Regions from separate parts of the Mus musculus genome. Here region 1 is linked to region 2. The links are chromatin contacts, called in public HiChIP or PLAC-seq maps. All regions are on one chromosome and are shown on one strand. Each heading gives the region's core, a stretch centred on a gene start, on an enhancer-like site or on the middle of the called end of the contact. The rest is flanking DNA. Distances are from core to core; before and after follow the strand shown. Region 1 holds the start of Ttc17 (tetratricopeptide repeat domain 17). Region 2 overlaps Hsd17b12 (hydroxysteroid (17-beta) dehydrogenase 12).

Region 1 (2,793 bases), core at 43-2,542, 370 kb after region 2:
CTGCATTGTGAAATGTCTCATCTTAAATATAAACCATGCGATGTGTTTCTACAGTTAATCAAAAGGATCAGTTTCTCTCTCTCGCCTTTGGTTAAAACATGAGTCAGTATGCTTAAATTGCAAGGGGTACACACTTCACTTTTTAAATGGCTCCTGGACATTTCCTGATTGTTGTCAAGCGCTGGAAGTCATTAAGTTTACAAGATTCTGTGGTGAAGCACGCGCGCGAGCACGCGCGCACACACACACACACACACACACACACACACACACGCACACACACACACACACACACACGCAGTCCTTAAAGCATCAGCAGTATGAAAGCAAATGCAGATGCAGGCATCAGAAAGTTATATAAGAAAAGCGGTCACTCCTCTGAGAAATCAGTTCAAGCATAGGTAATCTAGTAAACTGCAAATGCTGAGTGCCGGGCTGGGTCAAAGGAACTAGGAAGCAATGTAAAATACACCGGGAAATGAGGGCACTTAAGAACTGAATGATGCGGGCACCGCCACCAGAGGCATGCATCTTCTGGCATTCCTTCAGAAGGAGCAAGAATGGGTTGTCTTTAAAGAGCCCCTAATGACCTGGCTAACGGCACAGCCTCAAACCACCACATCGCGAAACAAATCCCATCAGTGGGAGACAAGGCTGGAGGAGGCGCATTAAAAGATCCATCCATTCACTAATGCCACCCTGGCTGTCACCGGCCTGGGACGCGCACACTCCCCGGCACTGCCACCTGCTTTCTACTTCCTCGGGGAGAGGTGGTGGCGCGCGGGTCCTGGTCCAGCGGCTCCAAAGGCAGAACTAATGATGAATCCGTGACTCCTAACCCGGGAGCTCAAGTCTCAGCTCCCCGGGGTCGGTTCCGGGACGGCGCGCGGCCCCAAGGTGGAAGGCTGAGAAGTTCCCCACGGCGGAGCCGGGGCGAGGGGACCAGAGGGGAGGGGGCGGCGCCAGGTCGGAGCGCAGGAAGCCTCGGCCCGTGGGCCGGGACCGTGGGAAGCCAAGCTGGGGGCGGGGCCGCGCGGAGCCACCCAGGGGCCCGGCTCCGGGATTCCCCCTGATCGGGCGCGGGCAGAGAGGGGGCACCCTGGCCGCTACCTGCTGTTGGATCTTCCCGTCCTCCGTGACGACCCAGTGCGTAGTGGCCAAGGCCCCTCGAGCCACCACGCTCAGCAAAGCGGAAAGGCTGAGAAGCCAACCCGGGCCGGAGCGAGGTAGCAGCTCGAACCGGCCGCGGACCCCTATTGCCGCCGCCATCTTGCCCCCCCGGCCGGGCTGCTCACACCGGAAGCGGAAGCGACTCCTTGCGGTCCGCCATCTTGGGGAGGTCGCCTCTGGAACTGGAGGAGGAGCCCGCGGAGTGCCTCGGAGACGATACCGGTCCCTTTACTCTCGGTCGGGGAAGCCGGTCCTGCCACACCTCAGGGCTGGAAACGGCTTTCTAGTTATCGTTTTTCTGGAGGCTATAAGATCCCCAAGCGTGGGAATCGGAGGGGAGATAATAAAACTAGGTGGAGCTTGAGCAGAAGTGAGAAGACGGTGAAGGTCTTTTTAAAAAGTAAGTATTGTTTCTGGTAGGGCAATAAAAGTTATACTTTTCAACTATCTGAGAGAGGCTTTTTTTTTTTTTTTTAATAAGTCTCGTAATGGAGTGTTAAGCGGCGCAGTCGTACTGTGTAATGCATGTCACACATCGAATTAAAAAAATAGCTCGTTATCAAATACAAAATATCAGCTCATTACAAGTTATGTATATGTGATCGGCATACTTTTTCTTCCGAAATTTAGAAAGCGATGTGTCCTTACAGACCACTTACATCCAGTGTGGCCAGATTTTTGGGTCTTACAGCAGCAGCACCACGTGTCTTGTGGACTTTGGTGGGCAGCTCTAGTCTAAGTTAAAGACCTAGGTGTAGAACCCAGATAGTGGCATCTCCGGGGAGGGGACTGTATTAAATATGTAAGCACTGCGGCTTCCCTTCCCCGAGGGTAGACTCAGCCATTATGAGTATGTTTTAAAGAAGTCTCAGGTGATTGATTTGCATATTGAAACTTAAGAGGCGCACTACCAACAGGTACAGTAGCTGTTAACCAGCTTAGGTTCCAGGCTCTGCCAATGTATGTTATTATAGGTATTTCAGGTCGGCCTACTAGTATGGTGGGCGTATCATCTTGTAACAAAGCTGTTATGCTTTTTTTTTTTTCTGTTGAGAAAAAAAAAAATTGTGCCCTGCCACCTACATAGATGTGTTGCAGGAAACAAATGTCTGCCTCATGTTATGGGAACAGAGACTGTGCTATGGCATTGTAATTCTTCTGAGAGCAGTTTGGTTTTGTTGATTTTGTTTGTTTTGTTTTTGAAATGAAGTCCCATTTGCAGCCTGAATTGCCTGGAATTTATTTAGCCCAGGCAGGCCTTTAAGTCCACCTGTGTCAACCACCTGATGCTGGATACAGGCATGAACCATCAGGCCCAGCTCACTAGGCAGCTTTTCTTAAAAGTACCCGTGTAATGAACATTCGTTTTATTAAAAAGGTATATCTTGGGGCTGGAGAGATGGCTTGGGGCTACAAAGATGGCTCAGGGCTGAAGAGCACTTCCTGCTCTTCCCTGGAAGCAGTGTTAGGCCACAACCACCTGTAGAACTCCAGCTCTAGGGGATCCTCCTTTATACATGTGGCATACAGTTCTCATACACAAACATATACACCCACGTACGTATGTGTACACACACATACACACACATATGTATATATTTGCCTGTAGAGACTGGGTGTAAA
Region 2 (3,001 bases), core at 66-2,565:
AACTTGGTAACAGTGAGTGAGCATGGGGCTCACTGTAGGGGTTCCATAAATGCACACTGCTTCTTGGTAACAGTGAGTGAGCATGGGGCACACTGTAGGGGTTCCATAAATGCACACTGCTTCTGTTTTTCATCTCTCTTCTCTATACATACTATCACTTCCCAGTTTCTGATGCCTTTATATATGTCACATTAGTCACCTCGTTTGCCTTTAGGAGTCAAAAATTAAGGAGCAAAGCCACAGAGAAATCTTGTACAGGTCAGATGACCACTGAGGGGTGAGAGCAGAACTCATAATCTTGGTCTGGTGACGCTGAGCTTAGTGTCTGTTCCTCACTATCTCTAAGCACACAGGCAATGAGGTCTGCACAAAACTAGACTGGACCAGGGGAGGACTTATTGACGTCTCCATGCTTTCACCTGGACTAAAATCCAGATAGGCTATCTCTTCATATGGCAAGTTTGTGAAGCAAGCATATAGGGTTAACACATAAATTATATATATTATATAGGGTTAACATATAAATTTAACAACTTAAGGCAAACTGTCTAAGGAAGTAAGATATTTGCATGTTTTAAGGGGTCTCCCCACTGATGGCAACTAGTGCAACAGACAGAGACTCCTGTCTTCCCATGTGACAACCTGAGAAGGATTCAGCAGTATATCCTTCCTGCTGTAGGCATAAAAGCATAACCCGATAACTACAAGCTGTGTCAGATAAGCCTAAATGAGGTATGCTCAAGACAGAAGAGTGGGGAGGAGTGCTGTGCTCTTCCAAAACATCAGTGGCATAAAAGAGTCCAGAGAGAAAGAAACACAAGAAACAGGAGAATGGAATACCGGATTCTAGACCAAATGCTTTTCTGGAGAATCAAACATTACTGTAAAGATGGCTGGGAACATAGGTCAGTGGCAGAGCACTGGTCTAGTACTTGCCTAGGGGTGCTACAGTCAACCCCCAGCACCAGAAAACAAAAGGAAACTGAAAAGAGTGTTACAGGGTGTGGTGATGCATGCTGGAAATTCCAGCATTCCAGAGGCAAAGGCAGGAGGACTGAGTTCAAGGCTAGCCTGGGCTACATAGTGAGCCCTTGTGTCAAAAAACAAACAAACAAAACAAAAACAAAAACAACCCCCCCCCAACCAACCAACCAAAATGAAAAAGAATAAACAAGAGAAGAGGTAAAACAGTGAACACAGATCATCTAATCAATAACGTTACACCAGCATTCAACCTCACATTTAGTGTTGCTGTAGTTATCTAAGAACTTAACTTGTCAGATGTGCACTAAGAAGCTGAGGCGAAGCGAAAGAGCACACCCGACTTCCTGTCTAAGGCCTCTCTAATGGCTCTAGGTGGAGTCAGACAGTAACAAAGGGGAAAGCTGGGCAAACAGACCAGGCTGCTCTTCTTGGTACTGTCTATGCCTACAACTGGCTTTGTTTTGTTTTCTTTTTAGCTTCTTGACACAAGGTTTCTCTGTATAGCCCTGGCTGTCCTGAAACTTGCTTTGTAGACCAGGCTGGCCTTGAACTCTGAGATCAACCCGCCTCTGCCTTCCAAGTGCTGGAGTTAATTATTTAAGCGTGTACTACCACTGCCCAGCTCCACTTTTTTTTTTTTTTTGTAAATAGCTTTAAAATTATCTCTTAATAAAAATGACTTAGGAAGGAAACCAAGAGGACTGTGGGAGCTGAGGTGGCCCTGGCTATTCCTCACTCACTCAGCATTTACTAGTGAGCACAGGGCAGACCAGCGCCTATCTCCTCACTTAGATTTCACGTGAGTTTTGTTCTTTGAAGGATGTATGCACAAGTTCCTTTTGCTCCTCCCCATCGGTCTTCAGTTGTTGAAAGATAGGGGGCAGGGGGAGAACATTAGCAACACCGAGGTAGCAAACAGCTTTGCTCAGGAACACATTGCAACCTGGGAGTGCTGGTGTATGGCTTTTACCCAGCAGGCAGGAGGCAGAGGCAGGTGCTTTGTAAGTTCAAGGCCAGCCTGGTCTATACTATAATACACTTTCTCAAGAAAAGAAACAAACAAAAAAACCACTTGGTGAGCAGGCCCAGCAGCAGACAGAGGCATGTGAGGCTCCGGGAAGAAGGAAAATCCAAGTGTCTAAGGCCTGAGATAGGGACTCAGGGAAGATGCACTGGAACCTGAGCCTTTTGTCCAGAGCTCAGGGACAGAAGGAGCTTGGCGGCAGTGTGAGACAGTCCTGAAGAGGTGATGTGGGGTGGTTTCTAGCCATATTAGATTCCTATCAGGCAGAGAATCTAAGGAAACTAGCTTCGAGGAAAGAGGCGTTAAAATGAGTCATGGGCACTTCACAGGGCAGAGAACACAGAGGACATTCCACAGTTTGCTCTAGCCTCAACATAAATAAGTAGCAAGAGCACTGATGCCTTGTGGGGTCTGAATTCAATACTAAGCTTCAGGTATAGCCAGTGAGAGACGCCAGCAGTACCGATCTCTGTGTTAACGAGGTCACTTGATCTGTGTGTTAACGAGATGACCCAAGAAACATGGGATGGAATAGAAGGTGCAGCAAGGCACTCAATCCCCCAGTCCGTAACCTAGAAGACAGAAACACCACCCAGAGAAAAGCAGCTACGTTTCAGCTTAACATGGGCTCTCTGCTCTACTCAGTATCCGGGGATTTATTTTCACAGTGGGACAGCCACGTTTTTCTTCATAAATATGAATTTTCCTTTTCTTAGTAATTCATTCTAAGTTTAGACCTCAAGTGAATCTTAGTAATGAAGACAATGATGGATGAAATTAAATAATTTAAAATTTACTGATGTAAACGGTACAAGCTCATCAAAATAACATATTTCAGAAGGCAAATACTAATGTGCTTTGGGGTGGTTTCTAGTCATATCAGGTTAATATCAGGCAGAGAATCCAAGAAAACTACCTTTGAGGAAAACAGGCTGTGCAAATGAGAGAAGGGACAGGCTTGGATACTACCAGGACTGCTGTCTGTGTTCACAC

Evidence for each region. HiChIP or PLAC-seq counts read pairs in DNA pulled down with a chosen protein or histone mark.
Region 1: a contact with region 2 is called in an H3K27ac HiChIP or PLAC-seq map of embryonic stem cells, with 2.7 times the contacts expected there. The contact joins the promoter of Ttc17 here to the enhancer-like site in region 2. A contact is called at or near these places in 10 of 39 promoter capture datasets (the 3T3-L1 cell line, the C10 cell line, the HPC-7 cell line and 7 more), 1 of 484 Hi-C or Micro-C datasets (cortical neurons) and 7 of 115 datasets of contacts at active chromatin or transcription factors (bone marrow-derived dendritic cells, bone marrow-derived macrophages, embryonic forebrain and 3 more).

Annotation. Positions count from the first base shown.
Region 1 is chr2:94,405,397-94,408,189 of GRCm38.p6, forward strand. Ttc17 (tetratricopeptide repeat domain 17) reads right to left here and starts at 1,293. Exons shown (of 25, transcript NM_183106.2): 1 at 1,111-1,293. The coding sequence starts at 1,269. 2810002D19Rik (RIKEN cDNA 2810002D19 gene) reads left to right here and starts at 1,311. Exons shown (of 2, transcript NR_027831.1): 1 at 1,311-1,570.
Region 2 is chr2:94,039,581-94,042,581 of GRCm38.p6, forward strand. All of the region lies in intron 9 of Hsd17b12 (hydroxysteroid (17-beta) dehydrogenase 12), which reads right to left. Among named protein-coding and RNA genes, the nearest start is that of Alkbh3, 30 kb to the left of the region's middle. Within about 2 kb of position 1,316, at least 16 of the 459 cell types and tissues checked have an H3K27ac peak or open chromatin away from gene starts, as enhancers often do. A contact at or near this core is called in embryonic stem cells and extraembryonic endoderm stem cells, where this site is marked.